2 separate regions of the Rattus norvegicus genome follow, and region 1 is linked to region 2. A link is a contact called in public Hi-C data. All regions are on one chromosome and are shown on one strand. The core of a region is the stretch at or near the end of the contact, and the rest is flanking DNA. Distances in the headings are between cores, read along the strand shown. Region 1 has its middle 81 kb from the start of Foxo1. Region 2 overlaps Maml3 (mastermind-like transcriptional coactivator 3).

Region 1 (5,601 bases), core at 1,290-3,789, 190 kb before region 2:
AATTGAGTCTAGTACATCTGTGGGCAAGGTAAGGCACGCCAAGTGGAGGTGCTGTGGAGACCTACTACAAACACGGACTTGTAAAAGTCGTAGGAAATCAGAACTGCATGAAGAAGACAGCCATATGCCAGAAGAACTGGACTTCCTGATCATGACTGCTGGATCTGACCAAGAGAGTTCTTTGGTTGCTGAATTCCATATTTAAATTTAGCCTGCAAATGAAAAAAAAAAGCAGTTTTTACAACTCTAAATACACTTTCTACTACTGAGAATGGTGATTGAAGCAAAAGTAAAAATAGCTGCTCACACCACGATTTGAGGAAATCTAAATCTGAAACGATCTTTTTTTTTTTCATTTGCATGCTACCAAATAAGGACATGGGGAAGCAGTGAGTCACCAAGATTCTAGCATTTACCAGACTGCAACATGAGAGGGAAGCACTCTCTAGGATGAGGCTTGGAGGCTCTGTGACTGACATCTGCCCCATCCCCCATGCGGAACCTTATGCGCCTACCTGAAAAAAAAAGGGCCCAATTTCTTTTTCTAATTCTTAGGGCAGTGTTTCAGTGAATAATATTCATGTTTCAGACTCTCGAGCCTATGGAATAGTGTCCCACATCTAAGGAACAACTCACAGATCTTTCAACCTCTGTTACCTCAGTTGATCACACTCGATTTGCACAGAATCCTTAAGGCACAGCATGAAGTTGCCACATAGACCATCACCGAACTGTGGATGTCTCTGCAGAGACAGGGTGAATCACCAGCTGGGAGGGGGTGGACGGAGGATGACACAAAGGAAAACAAGATTTAGAGATCTAGGCTCCCTGTTACCCTGTCACATGGTCCCTGCATAAACCAATGTTCTTAAAGTTCGAAAGCCCAACTGAAAGGTTCAGGCACTGCCTGCCAACCTGGTGTTTTCTTCCCCGGCTCTTGGAAGACAGTTTAAAAAGAGTTCGGGAATGTTCTGGTCTTTTGTTTGGAAATTTTTCCTGCTTGTTGACTAGTTGTCTGCGGACTGCGAGGTGGGTCTGTTTGCGTTAAACAGGCTGAACAATCTATAAAGCACACCGGCTGCTTTCGAGGCTGGCTTATTTTGGATGTGCAGAGACGTGTACTGAGTTGCTCATTTACGACTGAAACTCTTCTGTGCTCAGTGTGACACAGGAAGACTTTGAAGGCAACGGTAGCTGTTGTGGGATGTTCTTGCAAGGTGGTACAAGAAAAATGTCTCTGTTTCTTAGCACATGACCAACTGTGTGCATCTCCCCTAAGATTTTTATTATTACTACTACTACTACTACTACTACTACTACTACAGGGTCTTGTAAAGAAATTTGCATTACTGAAGCTTTTGGGGGAGCCACTTATCCCCTTTTATCAGAAGACCACCAAACAGAATCCCAAGCACGGAAGCCATTCCTTGTTCTTAATCACAGGAGTTCAAATCCTCTATCACAAGAGAAATAGTTTCTGGGGAGTTATGGATTGCTATAGCCAGTTTTACATATTATCATAACAAAAAAAAATGAAGAACCAAACAATGCTGCCCCCTTCATTGTGTAAAGGAGAAATAAATGGAGGGGACTGCCAGCGAGCTAGGAAGCCCTTTGGTCCCAACCCTTCCCTTATCGCCCATCTTCCTGCAAGGAAGCTCAATGGCTGCCAGAAAGGAGGAGACCATGACTGTGAGCTGGTCAGGTCAGGGGTTGCTGGGCATCAAAACAGCAAAAGGCAGGGGTGAGCAAAGCAGATTGGTCCTACCTTAAGCAGACCTGGTCCTGCCTTTTATCTCTAATTACTTGCGTGACTTTGGATAAGCACTTCACCTCTCTCATCTCTAAAATGACAGACTGGAGCTAAGTTCTCAGAGTCGTCTCCAACAACTCTAGTGGGGCAGCGGGTGTGTGTGTGTGTGTGTGTGTGTGTGTGTGTGTGTGTGTGTGTGTAGATTCTTTTATTAAGGATTCTTATGAAGGCTGTGAAGAAAAGCTGACTGTCCCTGCTAGCTGCAAAAGAGCAGACTCTGGAGGAGCTGTGAAATGATCCACAAGGAATCCCTGTGGAGGGTTGAAAAACTATAGAATTGTGGAATTGTGTGTAACGTGCCATCCGAGTGGGGCTCTCTGAGGCCATACAAAATGGGACACGTTAAAGCAAAGAACCCAGGCTTTTGAAGCCAGCCTATGCCCCTACTTCATTCTGCAGTCTCTTCCCATGATAATGCAGCACCTTGTGCTCACAATTAAATGTCAGCCACGGAAAACATTTCCTTTGGCTTTGTTGTTCCAGGACCTGATTCTTTTGTCCTCCATATAATGGATATGCAGAAACAATGACAGAACAGAGATTTTTTTTCCCTTTTCTAAAGCGATGACAAACACAGTGCTCCTTCCCTTCCTCCCTCCTTCCTCCTTGTCCCCACCCCCTAAAATAAATCATTGTTCAGGAAAAAAAAAATCCCATTGTCTATTGTCCACGGAAGATCAAGATCTGCCTAGGAACAGCTCAGGCAGACGCGGCAGTGCTCCTGGATGTCCTGTAGGTGGCGCACGAAGGCAGCGCTGGCGGAAGCGCGGCCGGTGGCAAGGATGGGGGGGGGGTTCGCCTCCCGCAGCCGCCGCCACCCCCGCCCCCTGCCGCCCCCCTCCTCGCGTGCTAATTGCTGGAACCACCACTGGGACTTAGGTCCGGGAGAAAGAGAGCGGGAAGGAGGAGGGGAAGGGAAGTGCGGGCTCTAGCTCCAAACACACAAAGCCTCTGGGGCCTGGGGCAGGGTGCCCTCCCTCTGGTTTCTGTCCCCGGGCGGAGCTGCTGCATCCCCGGCTCCCGCCATAGGAGAACCGCGACCCGAGTGTGGGAGTCCCAGACACCTCTGACCCCGGCCTCCCACAGGGCTTGGAGACCTGCCGCTGAGCAGCAGGGAGGCTCCCAAGTAGACACCTGTCCTCCACATCCGCGCGTCCCCCCACCCCCACCCTGGTCACTGCGGACCTCATCTCTTCCTTGTCGCTGGCCTGAGCTGGCATCTGGAGTCAAGATGAACACTCCATGCCTTACTTGGCCTCCAACCTCTGTGGGAGAACCTGGTGTTAAGGTGCATAGGCAGGTGGGGGGGCTTTGCGACCTTGAATTTACTAATACCCCCCCACACTCCCCACCCCACTCCCCAGCCCTTCACCTCATGAGCTGACAGTCACAGGCTGTCTCCTGAGACGAGATTTCTTTTAAAACGGTGTTTAATTTAGGGGGCCAGACAGCATAAACAACCTACTGTCTGTAACCCTTAGGACAGACCTGTCATCGCTATCACCAAGCTAGAAGATGAAGGGGCCCAACTGGATGTGCAAAGAAATGGCCGTTAGGATGTCTGAGCTCCCATCTTTGGCTTTGCCAAAGCTGTGTGAGGCCTCCCTCCTCTCTTTGGAATTCAACCTCTTGTGATTTATAACCAGTTGCTGTTGGGTCTCTCTTAGACCCATGTATACCATTAACTTTGGAGTCAGGCTTGCTCAGTTGGAGTCCTGGCTCCCCCATTTAGTAGCTGGGAGGCCATGTGAGTCATCACACACACACACACACACACACACACACACACACACACACCTCAAGTTTCAGTAGCGGCCATGGAGCCTCCTTCAGATTCCTGGTGAAGATTTGCAGAGATAAATCTTAGAAGCTGCCCAGCATACACTATATTTAAATTTCACAGTTTGAATTGGACTACCTTACGGACGATAATGGAGGTTCGCTGAGCTATCCACAGATCTGCCGGAGGTGGATGGAGCAACAGCAGGCTGACAGCAGGCTTCTCTACGCTCATCTGAGTCAGAAAGGTCATGTATGTCCCTTCCGGGAAAAGAGCAGCAATCCTGTGAGACCACATTTCCCCCAGAGGATTCCCAGTGAACACCCAAACGCTTAAGGAGGTCACCAAATGACCAGAGCCATACTTGAGTAGAGAAGAGCCTTGTCAGAGTGGGAATGGATTTCAAACTGTCTTCTAAGCACTGGTCTGTACCTGGCCATTGGTGACTGCTCATTCCCCGTATGAATGGACACTGATCCCCAAGCAGAGGCTGAGTGGCTGGGTAAGGCACCAAGCCCTGCCCCCATTAGGGTATAAGGAGAGAGAAATAGTTGGTGATGCTACCGCCTGCCCAAGGCGGTTTAAGAATCCAGAAGCCCTTGACCATTCTCTAAAAAGGCACTCAAGCGTTTCCACAAGTGTCTGGTCTGTAGAACTCTTTCGGGGTTCAGGCATTAGGCAGACCATCCCTACAGTCGGTTGCCACAGCGGGCAGCAGAGTCAAGAGGCAGCTGTAGTAGCTTGTCTCTACGACGAGCTAAAACCGGCCTCCCAGCATGCATGCCCTTGTGTATTTCCTCCCCATGTTAAGGAAGAGTGACCCGTGCAAAGCAGTGAGCATTGTACAATGGCAGCATGACCTCTAAGCACACGGAAGACAGTGCGTCTGCCGTCTTGCTCTCAAGAGTCACTCAACTCTAGAAAAACTAGGTACCATGACATGTGAATGCCCAAGCAGCAATCTGGAGTGGGTCACTACCAAGAGTCTAAGGCCCCCTGATATCAGCCAAAGCCATTTGTCACTTATGTGTGAGCCATTTGGAAGTGGATCCTTAAACTTTAGGCAAATCTTCATATGTCTGTAGTCCTAGCCAACCTCTTACCAGGATGAGAGACCTTGCAGTTAGGCCGTCCCTGAGTTCCCGATGATTAAAATTTTGAAAATAACAAAGTAAATATACACAGACAAATATGACTAAGCACTCTTGATGCAGCCTAGACAACTTAAGATAGCAACACGTTAGAAGAGCAAGGATGGGGGTTGGGGATATAGCTCAGTGGTAGAGCGCTTGCCTAGCAAACGCAAGGCCCTGGGTTTGGTCCCCAGCTCTGAAAAAAAGAAAAAGAAAAAAAAAAAAAAAGAAGAGCAAGGATGTTTGTGCGGCCACACTGATGGCAAGAGTCCTGCTGATTCCATCCATATACATCTGGGATCTACAACTCCCTCTTTATTCATCCTGAGTGTCAGACCTCCAAGAGGATTAGGAGATAGTCTTACCTCACTGGCTTAACTAACCATAGCCTGAACAGTGGTTTTCAAAGAGCCTGGAGATAGGCCCTTCCCTCTCTGCCTCTCTACCACCTCCCAACCTGACAGTCTGCCCTGGCGCTTGGCCCAGGTGTAAATCATCAGCAACGTCTCTGTCTTTGGTCTTATTGTGGTGCGCTGGGTCCAGCCCAGGACAGAAGCGGAGCCTGTCTCTGGGCTTTGATCTGTCCATCTACTGCTGAGGAGCCGGTTGGTAAACAGTCTGAGATGAGCCCCGTCAGTACACCAGGCAGAGCCAGCCTCTATGTAGAGCGAGTAGGAATGCTGTACCCAAGAGCTAACTTTGCTTTGTCCTGGTCATTTCTGGGACCTGCCCCTAGACACAGAAGCCAATCACTGAGTCCTTGTCCACAGCTGTGTTCATATCTCCTCCTGTACACGGATAGTGTTTCCCACTGCATCTCCCACTGAGGAATTGTGTTTCATTCAAGCACAGAGAAGGAAAATTACCAGAAGATG
Region 2 (5,037 bases), core at 2,365-4,864:
GGTGTGTGCTACTGTGCTCCCCAAAGAGACAGGCTGACTTGGGAGCAAGTGGCAGAGTCAAATGCCATGCATTCTAGGACAGTCCAAGGAATATGCTCACCCACTGAAGGAGGTGAAGTCCAGGAGTGGCGATCTTAAGTGGTCTGTATCTTCCGAGCACCGAGATAGAGCCACCAGCTGTTGACAGCTGGACCATGTAGCATCTCGCCATGTGCTCTCTTGCAGTTAAGTCCACAGATTACGACTCTGACATTTTGAATGAAGGGAATTCAGCTACTCCTACTGTTGTCTGTTGGGGTCATTCTGGGTATTGAAACTTCATGCTTAGAAATTCTGGGAAAGCAAAGGACGTTGGTTACTGTTTACCTACCTTCCCTGTTAGGAAAAAACAAGTAGAGTTTTTTAGATACTTTGAATAAGGGAGCTGGTTTTGAGGGACACCTGAGGCTGCCATTTCAAACACTGTCACCTTCCGGGACAGATCCACACGAGGGCCAGGCGACCTGTGACAGAATGGAGTTCTGCTCCGCACATGCCACATAGGTTTATGCCTCCCAGCGAGTCTGTGTAATGAATGAAAACATCACAGTTTCGTTTAATTAGCCTTCAAGCTGCCCCCTCCTGCCAGCCCCCAGCAGCAGTGCCTTGTGGCTCTGTCACTGGACAGTGAGTGTGATTTCTTGAGTGGTAGCTTTTCACTCAACGCACATTCTGATGTGTAAACATTAGAGGGTTTAGTAAGTGCAGGTGGGCAGAGTCAGCCTTCTATCTAGCGTGTGTTTGAACCACATCTGGGTTTCACTAAAGCTTTCTACATCCCCATTATTTGACCTTAATCCATTTCATGAAAGTGTGAGGAAGCCCATGAGGAACGCGAACATCTCTGATACGGTGGGGCAAATGAACACACAGAGAGGAGGCAGGCTGGTCATCCTCATGTCAGCCAGTGCTGGTTCAGCGCAATGGGTGGGTTTACGTCAGGAAGCCTGGGCCGTCTGTGCATTCACTGGCTTGCTCTGGGGTCTCGAGCCAGCTGCAGCCCTCCTGTTTCCTGGTTGGGAAATGAGAATATCAAGGCTCAATGTCCAGTTATCCTGGGTGTTTGGGAATCAAATGCTACACATGTAATGATGCTTCCTGCATTGCTGTGTGTCCTGTTTACCCTGCAGATTCTGTGGGGGAAGACACTTTATCCAGTCTTTGCCCAGGATGAAAGGAGTTAGGGACTTCTGAAGGGCTGATGTGGTAATCATCCAAGCTAATTGTCCTTAACACTCTAGTATGACTTTAAGCCTAGTACCTTTTTAGCTGTCTGTGTTGTATGTATAGAGAATGTGTGTGTGTGTGTGTGTGTGTGTGTGTGTGTGTGTTTGTATGTGTGGTATATGTATGTGTGTGTTTGTATGTGTGGTATATGTATGTGTGTGTGTTTGTATGTGTGGTATATGTGTGTGCCTGTGTCTATATGTGCTGTCATGTGAGTATGTATGTGGGTGTGGTATCTATAGGTGGGTATGTGGTATGTGTGATGTGGGGGGAGTTATGTGTGGTGTGTATGTGGTACATGTAGTGTAGTGTGTGTGTGGTGTGTGTATAGGGTACATGTATTGTGGTATGGGTAAAGTATAGTGTGTGTGTGTTGCGTATTTTGTGTGTGTGCTTTGTGTGTGCCTGTATGTATGATGTGTGTGATATGTGTGTGGATGGTGGTGGTATTGTGTGCGTAACCAGAACTGTTTATACTGTTGCCTGATCTTTTCTGGAGGCAGGACTCCTGTACTTGTGGGTACTGTTCCCATCACTACAGAGGTTTTTTTTTGATTTTTGTTTTTTTTTTTTTTTAAGCTAGGCTTCAGAAGACTGTAACTTGCTTTCCTAAGTGAACTGACTCTTTCTCCCTAGAACTTTACTCCATGTATTTCTCTGTGAAGGTCAGTGGATACTCTCTCCCTGAATAATTCAGTCTATTTCTGAGAGGATGAATAACATGGTTTCACTTGCAGAGCCTGTGGGCTTTTATCAACCTGTTTTCTGTCCATCTTGTGTCCATCTCTGCTAATAGCGGCTGTATCCCTACAGAGGAGACCTGAGTGTCAGGTGCCAGCCTGTATGTGAGGGGCTTCGAGTGCCCTCATTTACCGGTTAACCCCGGGTAGAAGAGGAGTGTGCTGTTGTGCCCAGGAGTGGGGCGAATGGCTGCTTCATGAATGTGGTTGGAGAAGAAGGATGTACAACTGTTCTTGAGCAGTAGGTGTCACTATAGTCAGTGGCTTCTCCAACTCAGCACAGAAGGGGTTAACTGGGTCTGGTGTAGACAGTGCTGGGGGTGTAGCCCATCTGTGTCCTCTACAGTATTGGTCTTTGTCTCAGGGCACCAGTTGACACCAGGGAAAGATCCCTGTTGACTAATTTTCCTCTGAGAAATAAAGGGAGGAACTTTGTCATCTGTGGTTTGGAGTCTAAGACCGGCTCTTGGATGTTATGGGATGGATTGGGGTTTAGTGGATACAGAAGTTAGGGGTCTTTATAAAAGCATGGTTGGGAGGCCTAGAACAAGGGGAAGGGAGGAGTTACGCACCTTGAAGGGATATGAACTAGCTGGATGCTTTTCCTTATTGTCACTGGCACGAAGTCTGCCACACTCAGGCAGGGGAGAGCTTCAGAGCTCATCCCAGTCTCTGCGGAATGCCCCTTGGATCACAAAAGCAGCAAAGGGAAAAACCCAAATCTCCCTCTCCCACACACCACATCACATACACACCTACACACATCTTTTACACAGACACCCCAGGTCTCTCTCTCTCTCTCTCTCTCTCTCTCTCTCTCTCTCTCTCTCTCTCTCCTCTCTCTCTCTCTCTCTCTCTCACTCACACACACACACACACACACACACACACACACACTACCACCACTACCACCACATATCTCTTACAAGTACATCCCAGGCCTCACAGACAGACAGACAGACAGACAGACAGACAGACAGACACACACACACACACACAACCACCACCACCACCACATATCTCTTACAGATACACCCCAGGTCTCACAGACAGACAGACAGACAGACAGACAGACAGACAGACAGACACACACACACACACACCCCCCACATTTTACAGGATTGTCTTTCTCTTTTGCCATTTTCTACTCCAAAAGGCTAATTGTCGACCACTACGATGGAATTTAGCACTGTGTTGACTAATTTAAAAAAAATGAAGTCATGATTACCACCTATCCAATTGCTTTTTCAAGCACACCCAATTTTACTTTGTCTTTTCTAGTAATACCCTAATATGAGAACAAGTAAGACTGACTGAACTCACTGAGAGTAGAACCACCCCCACCTCCCAGATAACCATCTTCCCATCCACCTCCCTGGTCGTACAGTAGATTGTCCTTTAAAACAAAAACTATGTGTAGACCACCTCGGGTGATACAGACACGCTCAAGGGACGGAGCTCGTGTCCGGGTTTTGCCTGGCTGGCTGTCTTTATCAGCCTGATGAAGCCTCGTTCTTGAGAGTACAATATGTTAAGCTAGATTGCTCTTTCTTCTCCCCTTCTGTCTCCCTTTTAAAGCAGCACACACTCCCTGGGCCAGGTGGCGTTGCTTCCTGCCTCCGCCGCTGCTCGCTGTTGCTAAGCGAGAGGCACCCGCTCGCACATGAAGCTGAACCAATAGCGTCTTGACCCCCATTGGATGGTAAAAGCCAGAGAAAGAGAATCCCACCGCGCCGCCTGTGACCGGTGGGTCCTCCTCCCCCTCCCACCTTTTCTCTTCCGACAGGAAGGGGCGGTGGCGAGGGTGATGGGAGGAGGAAGAGGGAAGAAAGGATGGGGGAGGCGAATCCAACCACGCTCTGTCGTACTTGGGATAAATGCCATTTTTTTTCCTTTGTGAAGCAAAAGAACAGTGGCTTCTCCATGCAGATGTGCTTCCTCCTGTCCCCAAACTACCCCTGCTGTCGAAGTCCATACTTGGAAAAAGCAGGTTGTTGACCTGCAAGACCTGTGCTTTTTCTCACTCGGAACAGGAACAGGGTCAAGCAGTTAAGGTCCTCAGTTTTGGAGGCCTTGAGGCCGCTCTGTTCCTTCTTCCTCCTCTTCACCCCTCTCCTTTCCTTTCCGTTTCACAATATCTTCTTCCCAGAATGCAATTCATTTGAATGTTAAAAATTAGCAGAGGGTGTTTTTACATCTTGTGAGGATACCATCAGCACATTGGGGGCGGGGGGAGGGGGGCAGAATGAAGGAAGAAGTATCCGTATAAAAGTCAGTTTTAAAACTCCTCCATTAGGATTCCTAGTCCTTGGCACATTCTAGTCAAGAACAAAGTGAAATGACAGGCGATCTTGACTGGCAAACTGCCAGTGTAGACAGCCAGTGGTAGGTTTGAGATTATATAGAGGAAATGACCTTTCTCCTATAATTACCTGGATATTTTGAGAAACATCAGACCCGAGCTACCTGGATAATTATAGCTTTGCAGATCTGACCTTAGGACAGCACAGATTTCATGGAGAATGCTCTCTTTGGTGATGAAGGTGAGAGGCTTTCGCAGCCGGAGTAGGGGTTGATAACTTGAAGTGGCCCCTGGCCTTTAGCAGACTGTGTTAGGTGTTTCTTCTACCCTCTTCCTGGATTTGCCATTTGGGTGTCCTGGCAAAAGGATGAAATCTATTCTATTCCTCACTCGGGATCCTGCAGAATAAAAGATCCTTCTCCCTCCCCATCTGCCTTTCCCATCCTCTACATAAATTTTTGTCTTTTTGTTTGAACCGAAGCTAAATGGCTTTCATAGGAGGAAACACAGCTAAAGCTAGATTAAGCCGGAGGGATCACACTGGGAAATGTTTACAAAGGTTGAGGAACCGGAATGTTTCCCTTTTAGTCTTGAAGAGCAAAGGTAGCCAGTGCTGCCTGCTGCCTTTGCAGCATTTAGACAAGATTCCTAACCACTCTTGTTCGACCTGCTTCTGGTTTCTTCTGGGTTAGACCAGAGGAGTTTACACATTATGGAATGTCAGGTTCC

Evidence for each region. A called contact is a pair of places that touch in the nucleus more often than the background predicts.
Region 1: a Hi-C map of psoas muscle shows a contact between it and region 2, with 2.5 times the contacts expected there. The contact joins two enhancer-like sites. A contact is called at or near these places in 4 of 12 Hi-C or Micro-C datasets (the Rat2 cell line, Schwann cells, frontal cortex and 1 more).

What each region holds. Positions count from the first base shown.
Region 1 is chr2:138,378,784-138,384,384 of GRCr8, reverse strand. No RefSeq gene overlaps it. Among named protein-coding and RNA genes, the nearest start is that of Foxo1, 81 kb to the left of the region's middle. Within about 2 kb of position 2,539, at least 35 of the 93 cell types and tissues checked have an H3K27ac peak or open chromatin away from gene starts, as enhancers often do. A contact at or near this core is called in Schwann cells, where this site is marked.
Region 2 is chr2:138,188,983-138,194,019 of GRCr8, reverse strand. The region is part of intron 1 of Maml3 (mastermind-like transcriptional coactivator 3); the gene reads left to right. Among named protein-coding and RNA genes, the nearest start is that of Maml3, 97 kb to the left of the region's middle. Within about 2 kb of position 3,614, at least 61 of the 93 cell types and tissues checked have an H3K27ac peak or open chromatin away from gene starts, as enhancers often do. A contact at or near this core is called in Schwann cells, where this site is marked.